2 separate regions of the Delphinus delphis genome follow, and region 1 is linked to region 2. Evidence: chromatin contacts called from public Hi-C data. All regions are on one chromosome and are shown on one strand. Each heading gives the region's core, a stretch centred on a gene start, on an enhancer-like site or on the middle of the called end of the contact. The rest is flanking DNA. Distances are from core to core; before and after follow the strand shown. Region 1 holds the start of PDLIM2 (PDZ and LIM domain 2). Region 2 holds the start of PPP3CC (protein phosphatase 3 catalytic subunit gamma).

What was found. A called contact is a pair of places that touch in the nucleus more often than the background predicts.
Region 1: a contact with region 2 is called in a Hi-C map of lung, with 4 times the contacts expected there. The contact joins the promoter of PDLIM2 here to the promoter of PPP3CC in region 2. A contact is called at or near these places in 2 of 3 Hi-C or Micro-C datasets (lung and muscle).

Annotation. Positions count from the first base shown.
Region 1 is chr6:99,526,845-99,533,814 of mDelDel1.2, reverse strand. It overlaps PDLIM2 (PDZ and LIM domain 2), which reads right to left and starts at 4,864. Exons shown (of 10, transcript XM_060015154.1): 1 at 4,737-4,864; 2 at 3,200-3,294; 3 at 2,351-2,502; 4 at 252-321; 5 at 1-149. The coding sequence starts at 3,292.
Region 2 is chr6:99,397,442-99,404,560 of mDelDel1.2, reverse strand. PPP3CC (protein phosphatase 3 catalytic subunit gamma) reads right to left here and starts at 4,678. Exons shown (of 15, transcript XM_060015143.1): 1 at 4,293-4,678. The coding sequence starts at 4,341.

The DNA.
Region 1 (6,970 bases), core at 3,615-6,114, 130 kb before region 2:
TGGCTGGGCACCACCTCTCCCACGGGGGCCTGGGGGCTGGCGGGGGGCAGGGTGGAGAAGGGGCTGCCTGGCGGGGGGCTGAGGGAGGCCTGGCTGGAGCAGGAAGACCGCAGGGAGGACTGACTGTCGGTGTGTGTCCTCCTGGAGCCCTGCGGAGAGAGGGGCCTGGAAGGGCAGGGCCGGGAAGAGCAGGGAAGGGGGCCCCCCATCACTTCAGGGTGTGGGGCTCCCAGCAGGAGGCGCCGTCCTACCTGGAAGCGAGTGGCCAGCACTTCAGGGGAGCTCTCCCCGTTGGTCTGCCCGGGAGAGGCAACCTGAGGCCTGAAGAGAGGACAGAGGGAGACAGAGTGTCCCCGGGTTCTCAAGATTAGGAACATATCCAAAACATTTGGACATCGGGTAGCCAACTTTTAACTTCGTCAAATTCACAACAAACAACTGTCCTCAACGACCACCATCATTTCTTAAAAGAAAGGACAATTTAGCACCAAAAAGTAGAAAGGACATCATTTCAGCAAAAAGTTCAATAAATTCAAAATTTTTTTAAGAGCTCCTCACATCATCACCCCTCCCCCTGCCTCGCCTTTACTTTTCCTTTTCTAGTCTTTTTTATTTTTGGTGGGGGGAGCATTTCATCCAGACTTTGTCGCTGGTCAGCATCAGTTTGTAGATTGATTTGGACTGCTGATTGTGCATAAATAATCCTTTATCTTTCACCCCTGGAGAAACTGAAGCCCAGAGAGGGAAAGTGAGTTGCCCAAATTCCTAAAGGCCAACAATGGCTGGGCCAGCTGCCCCCTCTGCCCAGGGGCCTGTCCCCCATCAGCTCTGCCTTTGAGAGGATCCCTCCCTGTGATTTCCAAAGTCTTCCCCCCTCACCCCGCCCCCTGTAAACCAGAGGGTAGAGCCAGCCCCCCTTCCTGCCATGAAGGCAGCTGAAGGACCTAGAGAACAAGGCGGCCCAGCTCCCCTGCTAATCACCAAGGCTCCCCCTCCTCAACTCCCCAGGGACCCCCCACCTCCTCCAAAGCCCTGCCCAGTGGAACCTGGCTGAAGCCTCAAACAGGAGGTGACTGGAGGACTGGGAGCTGCTGAGGGTGCGGGATGAGCCCACCATGTCCCACTACACCGTTCCTGGATGTCTGACTGCCTCCAGAGAGGTCAGCAGGAACCTCAGTCACCACACGCCACACCAGCCACAGCCTCCGCCTCCCTCCCTGGGGAGAATTTAGGGCCAGAGCAGGGGAGCTTGGGCCCTGGCTCCGCCCAGAGCACTGCTTCCTGCCTGGGGCTTTGAGTGCTGGAGAGGTCTCCTGGGGGTGGGTTACTGGGGGAGGTTAGGAAGGGTTTGGGCAAAAGAAAGAAGAGACAGGGAGCCTTGACCTGCCCAGCGTGGAACTGGAGGCCTGGGGGTACTCGGCCAGGCCCACCTCTCTGATGGAGCTGGGTCCCTCTTGGAGGGACCCGAGAGGAAGTGATGGTGTCAGCAGCTCCCTGCCCCTCCCCCGCCCCACTTTGCAGCTTCTTGTAGATTTTGGTCCCCTTCCCAGATGCCATGAGCTATTCTCTACCCTCCTCCTCTGGGTCCCACTCCTGTAAACACTCATGAGCCAGACTGGTACAAAACAGTCACTGAAGGGGCCGGGCCGTGAGAGCGTCACAGGAGACGGGAGCCAGGTTCTGCAGTGACGTAGGGCGGCAGGGGCGAGGAGAGGGCACGGAGCAGAGGTACCTGACTCAGGTTCAAGGCCCGCCCAGAGGGCTCTCCCGGCTGGGGAATCTCCCAGCATTCCTGCCCCGTGACTCACTGGGATGCCCCACCCCCAGGGAGCCACCTGTTCCCACCCACACCCCCAGGCTGAAGTCCCAGGAACCTGGGAATCTGCCTTCCCCAGCAGGGCCCAGAGAGGCAACTTGGGGAGCAACGGAGTGGTTCTATGGGGAGTGAGCCCCCAAACTCCTCACCACCCCAGGATCTGAGCAAAGGCTCTCCCCTCCCCTCTTGGAGGCAGGGGCCCTGCAGACCCAGCCTAAGGCACACCTTTCCCCTCTTCAACCGACTTCATGCCCACGCCCTGTACCCTGCACACCTGGGAACCAGTCAAACCCGGGTGTCCAGGTGGCTGATGCCAGCCTGCTCTGCCTGTGAGTGCACGCCCAGCTGGGCACAGGGACACCCCTCAGCCCACCCTGCTGCAGCCCCAGAGCTTGGGACCTTCTCACGGATGAGCCGTGAGGGCCCAGGAAGGCCAGGTTGGAGCTGAGAGCAAGAGGTGAGGGCGGCCACTGTGCAGCGGGCTGGCAGAAGGCAGAAGAGTGCTGGCAGGCCCAGCAGAGGTGGAGGACCTACCGGTCCAGCTGCAGCCTCAGCGGCGAGGGGCTCTGGCGGATCTTGCTCTGGGCCTCGGCATGCAGCATGCTCTTTGCACTCTCACCATTGATGGCCACAATAATGTCACCGGGCCGGAGGTCAGCGGCTTCGGCCTTGCCCTCCTCAGTTACCTGTAGGGGGTGAGGAGCAGGTAGTCTGAGGTGACACTCAGGCAGGTAGGGATGGAGAGGAAGGGATTTCCTTGTCCTGCCCAAGAAACACAGAGGCTGGTTTCAACCAGGCTGGCCTGCATCTCCCTTTAACATCTCTCTCCCCGCCTGCCGGTGTCCACCCAGCCCACCAGCCAATCCCCTCCAAAAGCTGGAGTGGCAGCCCCCCGCCACCCACCTCAGCGCTGGCCTTCTAACGGGGCTCCCCAAAGAACGTGTAATGGCAGAACTTCAGGAACTGTGCTTGGAAATACTTCTGGATAGAGAGCCCTGCCCGTGCAAATCAAATCATGCCTGCACGCAGGCCCTCTGCGTGAACACTCCCTGGCCTGGACCTGGGTCAGGGGAAAACTGTCAAGAGCTCGGGGCTCCTGTTCTAATCACCTAAAATGGCTGCCAGCACGTATGGGGTTAGTGGCCAAGGAGAAAAGAGAAGGCCTTGCATTGGGCCCAGCTCCCTTTCACTCTCTAGAAGCCTGTTTCTGAAGTGGCCACCGCATCCCCATGGCAACGGGGCCCCAGCCCTGCCCACGCCAACGATCCCAGAAGCAGGCCTCTGGCTTCAAAACAGAAAAAGAAAGGTGTCTGTGAGGACCAAGTGGACAGGGCAGACTCTGATTTTGGGGGTACCTCCCCGTCTCCTGGAACTAGCCCTTACCCTGGTCACCACGATAGGCGTGTGGAAATCCCTGCCGCCCGAGATGCGGAAGCCCCAGGGTGCAGGTCCCACCAAGTCCACCGTCAGCGCCATACCTGAGGGAGAGAGGTTGGAGAGATGGAGCCTGTCCCTCGCCCCGCAAGGGACTCTGTGAGGTGGCAGAAGGGGGTGACAGGTCCCCGGAGGAGCCAGTCAGGGGCTGGCGGTGGGTGGAGGTGGGTAGAGGAAGTGACTAACCTCTCCCGCGTGCCCCAGTTCCACTTCCCCCCACCCTGGGAAGTCAGGACTCCTGAGGTCCCCCTTTGCCCCGTCTTCGGCAGAGCGGCAGGGTGCCACACAGGGGCTTGCTGAGAACAGGCAGGCGGGCGGGCGGGGCTGGCAGGTGGTAGATGTCAGCATTTCCTCCCTCTCCCCTCCTCCACCATCAGGGTGAAGTCCCCCTAGTGCTTGTTTCCGGTCCCCGAAACCGACAGCACAAGAGACTTCCTCCCCGCTCTGGGGGAGGGCAGCGCTCTGGGAACAGAGGTGACAGCACAGAAAGGGGTGGTACCACCACATACTCTCAAGTACTTGGCTGGGGACGGGGCAGCTTGCCCACGTGAGGCCAGGGTCTTCAGAGGGGCCTCCTGGCTGCCTGCCACGCCCCTGGCCGTGTGGTCCAGGTAGGCAAGACTGGGCTTCCCACCTCCGCCAGCAGCCTGCTGCCCTCCGAGCAGCTCCGGCAAGAAGGACGGGCTTATCTGCCAAGCAGGGCACACCCGCCACCGGGCGCTGGCCAACAGGGCGAGCTGACTGATGCTGCCCGCTAGCTGGGGCCCCAGGCCTCCCACCCACTGCCCCTCCACTGGGCAAGGGAGTGTCCCTGTAGACCAGACCCATGTAGGATTTCCTGACCCTCTAGCTCTGGAGTCAGGAGCCAACCCAGGCAGGAAGCTGCAGTGCCAGTCTGGGCCACCGCCCTACCCAGCGCCCACCCTGAGGCCGTCCCTGGGGAGGCCCACAGACTACAAGCGCTGCCCGAGTCTATCAGGCACACTGGGGCCACTTCCCGCGTTTAGGAGCCTGGGGAGAGGGCGCCCAGGCGAGCGGGGCTGTCTGCCCTCTTCCCGGCCCTCCGGCTTCCCCTTTTGCCCAGGCCCAGCCTCTGTCCCTCCCGCAGGCCCCAGGTCGGCGCTGGCGGCTAGCAGATGCCTTGGATTCCCAGACCTTTGAGCCGGCCAGTGGACTCCGCTCCGGGGGCCGCGGGGAGGTGCCCAGACCGTCGGCCCGGCTTGCCCACTTCTGGCTCCTTCTGAGCTCCAAGACCAAAGTACCCGCGCACGCCGGGGGCTGGAGGAGGAGCACCCGGGACGGGAAAGCCCAGCTAGCGGGGGGCGCCGACCGCAGGCGAGGCTGCGGGGAGCGGCCGTGCGCGGAGGAGAGGTCCGGGCGCCGAGCCGGCCGCAGGCGCGCGGAGCTGCGAAGGCGCCGGGGCCGGGGAGGTCGCCGGCCGTGCGGACCGCACGCAGGTGGGCGCGCTCACCCGGCTCCCGCTCACCTGTCGGGCTGGGCGGCCGGGCCGGGGAACGAAGGGAAGGAAGGAGGGAGGCGAGGAGACGCCGCCGTTCCCGCCGCAGCCGTCTGCCCGACTCTGGGGAGAGCCCGCCCGGGACTCCGGGACCTGCCTCCGCCCATGTGATCCCAGGGCCGCCCCTGCCGCCGCCCCTGGCCAGGGAGGCCGCCTCCTCCGCGCAGCTCAGCCCCGGCGCTGCCACCTGGCCCGCGCCCGCTAGGGGCCCGGGGCTACTCTCCCGAGAGCCCCCTAGAGGCTGCGGCCGTCCTCCCCGGGGTGTCCCCATCCTCTCGAGGTCAGGGGAGGTGACCCGGTGACGGGCCCGGAGTCCCACTTCGCAGACAGCTGAGCCTGCTGACCCCCGAAGCTCGCCCAGGCCGCCTTCGCCCCCCCTCCTTCAAAGGGGCCCTGAGTTCCCCCAACCCCAGTCCAGGGCCGGGGAGGGGGAGGGGGAGGGCAGGCTGGGGCTGTCTGCGGTCGGCCCGCCCGGCTCCTCCGCCCACTCCAGGCTCCGAGGCTGGCGCAGATGCAGCCCCGACACCCATAAATCCCAACCCAGAGGCCGCCCCTCCGCCTTCCTGCCTGGCCCGCGCGCTCGCGGGGCGGTGGTCGCGGACTGCTGCGGCGCTTTGGATGCGCAGAGCTTCCCTGCTTGAGATGCGCCGTAAGCCTGCTCCACTCAGGGCGACATGCCAGGCCCAGGAGGAGATGAAGAGAGACTCTGGCTGGAAGTGACCGGGCCCCCTCCTGGGCTACACACGTCCCTTGCGGGCTGATGCCTGTTCCGTTCCTGGCTGCCCTCCCCTCACCCTTTCGGCTGCCCTGCCTGCGGCCGGCCGCTACCAACAACCACCAATGGCCCTGATCCCCCTTGCCCCCAGCCCTCTGCCAACCACCTGGATCCCCGGCTCTAGGGGTCAGGAGAGGACAGCCAAGGAGAGGCCCCAGGTGTCAACTCAGAACCATCTGGCAAATGGTTCCCCCAGAGCCAAACCTGGCAACCCTCACCCTGGGGACCTCAGGGCCCACCAGAGCCGGCTTCTCCCATCTCCCTCTGGTCTCCACTTCACTCTCAGGCTGGCCTGTTTCCAGGGGAGGCCACCTGGAGGCACAGCTGTAACTTGCCTGCCTCAGGTGTGAGTCATTCCCTCTGAGTTCTGTCTGCAAGGTGTGCCCTCACCATCCCTCTCGCTGCCTACCTATGCCCTGGACCAGCCCGCCTCCAAGGCAGCTACGTCCCCTGTCCCTGGCCTCCCACACCCTCTGTCCTCGGTGTGTGTAAGCCACTCTCCCACTAAGAAGTTCCAGGCCTCCTGGTGTGGCCTCTTTGCCTGATGCACCCGTTCTGCCTCCCCAGCTAGACTGGAAGTCCCTGAGGGAACAGGAAGCTGCAGGTAGGGCAGGTACCACTGCCCGGGGGGCTGGGGCTGCCTCTTCCCAGCTGTGTGACCTCGGACAGTTTCCTCAGCCCCTCTGGGTCTCAGTTTCCCCTGTGTAAACTGGGGATGATGCCCAGCTTACCCTCCCGTTGTCCACGCTGCCCTCCTTTTAAAGCTGCCCATTCCTCAGAGGGCAGGGTGGGTTTTGTTTGGTGTGTTGCTCCATTCCTGGAGTGTTCCATTGTATTTTGTTGAAGGGATATTGTTTGAATGATCAAATGGATTCATTTCCCTTTCCTCGCCGCCCATCCCCATCCTGCCAGTTTGTAACAGGGACTCAGTTTTGCACCTCTTTCTGCTCAGACTTTGCCTTGGAGAGTCTCTAGAAAGATCTGCAGGCTCATCGGCAGGATTTCTGCTCTGTGGGCTGTGCAGTCACAAAACTCACAGCGAAGACAAAGTCAGCCGACCCCAGGGCATGTCCCTGTGGCACAGAAGGGCATACGGTTCTGCCCTTAGCAACTCTGTGGCCAAGTGACTCACCTCACTGGGATGAGCGTCCCCAGCAACCTAAGGTCCCTTCTGGCTCTGATCCCCCCTCCGCCCCTCCCACCTCATGCCAAGTCAAAGCAGAGAAGGGGTCATGTACAGGCAGGGCATAGGGTTGATCTGCTGCAGAGGCTCCAGGGCCCCGCCAAAGAGAGGGTGTGGAATTGGTTTCTGCCCTAAGGAAAGGAAGTCTCAACCCTGAGGTCCTTTTTGAGGGCATCAGGCAACTTGAAGAAGCCGAGATGGGGGATCAGGGACAGGCTAGCAGGTTCGTGAGGAATGGTCACTTCC
Region 2 (7,119 bases), core at 3,429-5,928:
AAAACTCCACTAAGTGGCAGAATACCTATTGAATATTGGTTGCTGTATTTTGCTGTTTGTCATTAAAACTTATCTGTCCATATTCTAGAAAATATTTATATTTTAATAAAGAAGATAGATCGCAGTCAGATGTTTCCATTCTTGAAAGAAAACGGAAAGGTAATATAAATCATAACAAAGTCAAGGATATAAACAAAGAGTAAGAGGGGTGTGAACATTGCTGTTTCATATATAGACAACTAAGCATAGACTGTGGGCATCCGTCTAACTCTTGGGAAGCTAAATTGAGAGTACCATTTCTTTCTTTTTCTTTACCTCTTTTTTGAGAACTTCCAGTTGTACAGTGTTTAACATGTGGGGATCAAATGTATCTATACTTTAAGATATTCTAAATATGGATAATTTCTAACCTAGGAAAACATGTAGTTTAAGTAAGTGAAAAGTTCAGGAAAATTTTTTTCTTGTAATCCTTCATTTGGCATTTGATTTATTAATTGAAAGTTTTATTTTAATACTTATTAAAAGTATGTGCTTTATAATATATAGAAAATAGCCACAAGAAAAAATAGAAAATTACTATATTTTATCTTGTTCTACCACTCTTTGTCTAGTAGTATGTGTACATGTATGTTCTAATGTATCATAATTTTTCATTTTCATTTAAAAATCTAATGTCCCCAATTCTATTCAGTTTTAAACTATAACAACTTTAACTTCGTATTTTGTAAAGGGCTAAAAGTATGATTTAAACTACAGATGGATATTATATTTTAAACCTAAATGAAAGATAATGTAAATAATAAGCATAGATCTGATTTGAATAAAGATTTTTAAATAGTAAAAATAAATAAATAAATAAAGTGCACAATTCAATGATTAAAAAAAAAAAAAAAGAAGAAGTCTGACTTCTGTTAAAACCCCTTCGGCCACCAAAGAGCAAACTCAGACAATGGATTCTCTATATTTGTTATGTAATGCCTAGTGAAATTTCCTTGCTGTTTCTGAAAAGATTCAGCTTACAGGAATAAACTTTTTATAAAAATCACTGTCAAAGAAAAAAAATTCCTTCAAACAGGAAAAGAAACTTGGAAACCAGAAAAAAAAATCAAGCTGAAAGATTTTCAAAATGCAGTTATCTGGGTTTCTCGTTTTCTGCTCCAGATACGAGTAGTGTTGCCCCCAGTGTATATGGACTGTTCTGGAGGCTCATACAAATTTTAATTTTTAAAACAAAGAAGCAGCAAATGAGCACCAATTGGGAATACATTACAGATGGCTCTCCATAAACATTTAATAAATGAGTGAAATCATAAGAATGTTTATATTTTTAAACACAAAATAAATACCTTCAACTGCTAGAGAAGAAACCAGCTGCCAGAGAAGTACTAGACAGACTGTATTATTGGTTTGTATGCTGTTATCCATGGGATTCCACCCAGATATCCTTTATATTGTAGAAGAGGTATTTTCCTGACTGGGAACAGTTTCCTAACTTATAATTTCATATGCTTTCCGATTCTGATATTTTTTGAATGTTAATGATTTCTCTATTATCCACTTATGAAGCAGCTGATTTATTCTCACACTACTATCATGTTTCATAATACTACCTTGTCTTAAGCTTTTCACATCCATTATGTCATTTGCGTGGCTGAGATGTTTGACAAAGAAGGTATTATTAACCCTATTTTGCAGATGAGATTATTGAAGCAAAAAAAGAGAGAGTTTAAGTAAAAAGGCAAGGTTAAAAAAAAAAGGCAAGGTCACAAGTAAGCCCGAGAAGTAGGAGTAAAACCTCCAATCTAGTCCTTCATTTTAGGAAGGCTGCTATTTAAAAGACACAAAATACAAATCACTCCCACCCACCCACTCTTCTCCAAGATTTGCTCAAGCAAAACAATTAAGCAGAATTTAAAGTTAACAGGAAATGACAAAACCAAGAATAACTGGGGTGTGGTCTCACCTCTGAAAAAGATTTCCAGCTGTGAATAAATGCAAACAACTCTGGCCAGAAAAGATAATATTAGATCAGGATTTAGAACCCAGTACAGTACAACCGGACCTTAGCTATATATACAGTGACACCTTACTTTCTTAGAATAAACCTCAATATTTCAAACTCAGGAAAACCCAGAAAAAAAAAGCAACGTAAGTCACCAGGAAGCCAAAATTGCTGTGTTCAAGTTCTTATACTAAAGTTTTTATATATGAGACAAATCCACCCATTCTAAGGGCTTGAAATCATTTATGTTTCATTTTTTTAAGGGTAATCTTATAATAACATGCAGTAATTTATAAAATTTCACCAAAAAACAAATTTAAATCATATAGACTATGAGGGTATTCACTTAACTGTGGGCATGCCTAGCAATAAGCCAGCACCTGCATTTTAGCTACATATTGTTTTACTTTCCTTCTATATTTAAGGGTCTGAAAGGGTCATTTAAAAATTTCCTTGATATCTTACGGCACGTTATGGTAGAAATTACATACTACAATGGCGATCAGAATTTGAGATTCACGAAGGTCTGAGGACTACCACCACTAAGCTTCACTCAGATCCTATTTATTCTGACTTGACACACTATTCTGGTTTATCTGGTTTCCCTGCCTACTTCAGCTTAGAAGTGGCAGATTAGAAGGGCATATTTTGACAGATAGAGAGCAGTACTGCAGCAGATAAACTAAGAACAGACAAAAGCACTAAACTGGTATAGCAGTGAGGAGTCATTTCAGCACAGGAGGAAACTGCCAACACCCTTATACAGTAGAATGCACCAGCCATATTAACTGCATAGGACAGAAATTAATGTACATAATGATGACCTTGATTTATCAAAAAAGATTATGTTTAGTAGATTCTGAATCTTAAGAGAGGGTTATATACTCTTCATGGGTTATATACTATAAAGACTGACATTAAAATGGTCAAAAGAATTTAGCAGTTAAAGGGCTGTCAGTTCTATGAACAATTCTCTTAAATCCCTAATGATACCACACAAATGCTGAGTAGATAAATCTCAAAAACCTCATTACATTTAGTAAATATTATATAGTGTAGATAATTAACATTTATGATCAACACTTATGATGATGACTTTTTTGGGGGGAAAACTACATTACACACTAAAATTACATATTGCAGGCAATCAACATTTATGATGCTGAATTTTTTAGGGGAAAAAAAACACCTAAGTTATACACTAAAATTCTCTCCCTTCATTGAACATTCAATAATTTTTCTCCACTTAAAAAAAAAGTTTTCTTGTCACCAATCCTGGTTTCCTTTCTCCTTCTAATTACCAGAATGAAAAAATAAAAGTATTTTAATAGTTTTCCCCACTTACAATTAACCCCTTTATTCAGAGGTCACTAACACACCTGGTCTCGGTATATTCCCTTCTTACAAAATAGTGCTTTCAAACCGAGTATTAAAACTCAGAAGAGTTGTACTTGTCTTATGTCTGAACAAAAGAGGCACATAAATTAGTGGTTATATTTAAACCACTATTCTTAGTTTAAGGGCAGAAACAACTACAATGTAAAACCCTGTATGTATTAGTAAGGAACACTTTAGTTTATTTTGGACATCTGAAACAGGGAACATCATTCTCCAAGTCTCTATGGCCAAAAGGAAAATAAAACACCAAAAATCATGTCAAGAGATCTGTAGATCCCTTTCAAATATCACAATATGAATTTATTTGCATTTATTTCACTATATTGTTTCTTTTACTAACAGCAGTGACTTGTGATGATCTGAAGAAAGTGGGCTAAAAGGTACGTGGTATCCATCCTTAAAAAAAGGGTGGGGAAGAGGCAAGAAAGATCTGATCCTACAGAAGAGGAGCGGCAGAAAGATCTGACTTGGAAGGGTCTACTCAACTCCCTACCCACATCACCCTAGATGGTTTCCCCCAGGTAAGAGCCTAGAAAAGAGGAATCGTTTCTTTTAAAAAATATGTGGATCCAGACTCTTTGGGGGTGGTGGGAGAAGAGATCGCCACCCTGCCTGGAAATCCGACACTACGGGAGATAAATAAGCAATCTCCAGCTAGCTACTGGTCCAGGTGCAACAGAAAACGCCCGGCGCCCCCGCGGGGGAGCCCCGGTGGAGATCCCGGCCTCCCGTCTCCCACACCCCCTCCAGGTCCTCCTCCGGGATGGGCGCCGCCAGGGATCCCGCCGCCCTCCTGCCTCCTGTCCTCGGCTCCCTCCCTCCGGCCCCGAGCCTTCGCCCGGCCGAGGGCCGTTTGCCGCTGGTCGACTGGAAGGCCCGGCCCGCTTGGCACCTTTGATGACGCGTTCGGTGGTGGAGAGGTGGAGGTTCCTCCCGGACATGGTCCCCTCGGCCTCCTCCCGGTCCAGGAGACCGCCAGACGTGCGCCTCCGCCTTCGCCTCCAGCGGTCTCGGCTCCCCGGGGCCGGTCAGTCAGCCGTGCCCCGGCCCGGCTCCTCAGGGCGGCCCAGGCACCAGAAGGAGGCGGCCGCGGCAGCCCAGCCTCGAACCCCACGGACAGGATGCGGGCCCACCGGCCGCTCCCTCCTGAGGCGCGGACTCGCGAGCGCCCGCGACCGCAGTCGAGGGAGGCAACCCCAGCGGCCGCGGCTGCGCGCGGCCCGCCCCCGCGTGCGCGCGCGTGCGCGTTCCCGCTCGACGCCCTCCTAACTTCCCGGCGGCCCGCGCGCCGCCGGCGCCGGCGCCGCGCCGAGGCCCAGCGCGCGGCCCCGCTGCCTCAGCCGGCTGGGCCGCCTGACCTCCCACTCCCGGGCAGTCAGCGACCCCGGCTTTACCCTCCGCGCGGAGGCTCCCGGCCCGCGCGGCCGCCCTCCGCGCACGCGCGCTTCCTTCCGCTTTAGCTTCCGAGAGTAGTGTTCCCTTCTCTGCCTGCCCCTCCTGCAGCTGACTCCTTCTCGGCTGCCTGCGCCGCGCGGGCCTGGATCACCTAACAGCGGCCCCTCGGTCCTGCACCAAAAGCCCCAGTGGAGCAGCGGCCATCTTGTGACCCGGCCCGAGCGACCCAGCAGCCTCTCGGCGGAGCAGTGCACCTCCTGTCCGCTTGGGGCCACCTTGCAGGGAGCCCTTGTCTTCCCAGACCTTCCCCACGGGTGACCTCCCTCCCTTTCCTCGGGGTCTCCCCCCCACTCTGTCTGGGAGACGTTATCAAGTTGATCAGGCTCCTTCCCACAGTTTACCCTCCCCCCAGTCAGTAAAACCCATTTAAACCCCTGGTTTAAGTTGTCACATTTGTCGAGGGCGGTTAGTATAGTAAGAAGGACGATCGCGTCCATCCTAGTTCTAATCCGGTAGTGCGCGGGGAGGGGCGGTTTCCGAGTGGGTGGATAAGACCCTCCGCTAGGTGCCGTGGCCTCCTCTCTGCCTTTGCACTTGTCAGAAAGGGGACGGCAGCCGGCTCCATGGAGCCCCTGGGCCAGACCTCCTCTGTGCAAGGAACTGACCTTTTCATAAGTTCTGCGTGTCACCTACACAGCTAGGAGTGATCCCTTCTTCCCCTCTGACGCAGTGACACAGTACCTGCCTCCCCCGGTCATCCTTACTGTGGAACACGATGGGCAAGTCTCCGTAGATTTAGCAATCTGACTCCTCTCCAGGTTAAAAACTGACCTTTTCTCTCCTTAAATTGTAAGCCTAGAATAGAAACTGTCTTCCCTCATCGAGTATAGTGCCTGGTAAAGTCAAAAGTATTTTGATTTTAGCCGTGATAGTGGAATATTGAAACTGAGATCCAAGGAAGTATATGCAAATTACAGGCAAACCGGTCTTAACAGTTACTGTGGTGGCCAATGAGTAGTCATAGGTGGCTCTGTACATTTAAATTAAATAAAATTTAAATATTCATTTCTTTAAGTGCACTAGCCATGTAAGTGCTTGATAGCTACCTGTGGCTAGTGGCTAACTAATTGGATGTGGTAGAATAGGACACTTCCATCATAGCAGAAAGTTCTTTTGTACAGCTTCCTGGTAAAAGATTATAGGAGTTAAACCAAATCTCCTTTACTATAGATTTATGTATTGGGAGGAGATCTGGGGATACACACTGGAGTCAGACCCTGAATTATGCCTTGCAGTTTTGGCCTAAGGCCATTCATAGCAATCCCAGCAAGGCAGGAGCACCTGAGGGAGCTGAATAGATTTTGGTTCTGTTTTCTTGGGTCTTGACTTCAGGCTTCCACCCAAGAGAATTGTTCAGATATCCTGAGGAAGTTCTTCACTTAGGAAGTAATCAGAGCTCCACACGTCTATCAAACAGAGCAAATTTCTAATGGTCAAAAATAAATTGTTCCCTGCAGCGTAGTAGAGGCTAAACGTCATCTGGAAGAACAAACAGGATAGCTAAAAACAAAGAGTTTAGGAAAACATTGCAAACCAATGTGAAGAGATGGATTATCCAATAATAGTTGTGGAAGAAGTAACCAACTATCTGGATCTCAGATATATCTTTGTTTTTTTGGCCACACTGGGCAGCATGCAGGATCTTAGTTCCCCAACCAGGGATTGAACCTATGCCCCCTGCAGTGGAAGCACAGAGGTTTTTTTGGGTTTTTTTTTTGCGGTACGCAGGCCTCTCACTGCTGTGGCCTCTCCCGTTGCAGAGGACAGGCTCCGGACACGCAGGCTCAGCGGCCATGGCTCACGGGCCCAGCCGCTCCGCGGCATGTGGGATCTTCCTGGACCAGGGCACGAACCCGTGTCCCCTGCATCGGCAGGCGGACTCTCAACCACTGCGCCACCAGGGAAGCCCGAAGCACAGAGTCTTAACCACTGCACCGCCAGGGAAGTCCCTGGGTCTCAAATTGGAGCCACTCCTTAACACCAAACTTCATAAGTAATAAAATATGAGAATTAAAACAAGATGGTATTTTTCACAAAGCAAAATGGAAAACATTTTAAAAAGGTGACACTCTTGGTAGAATTATAAATTAGCACAATCTCTCTGGAAAGGGATTTGGCAGTATCAATCAAAGAAGATATATGTATAGCCAATGAAAAGATTCTCAACATTGTTAGTCATCAGGGAAATGCAAAATAAACCATACTGAGATACCACTTTACTAGCCTAGTAGAAGAGCTAAAGTTAAAGACTCTCGGGCTTCCCT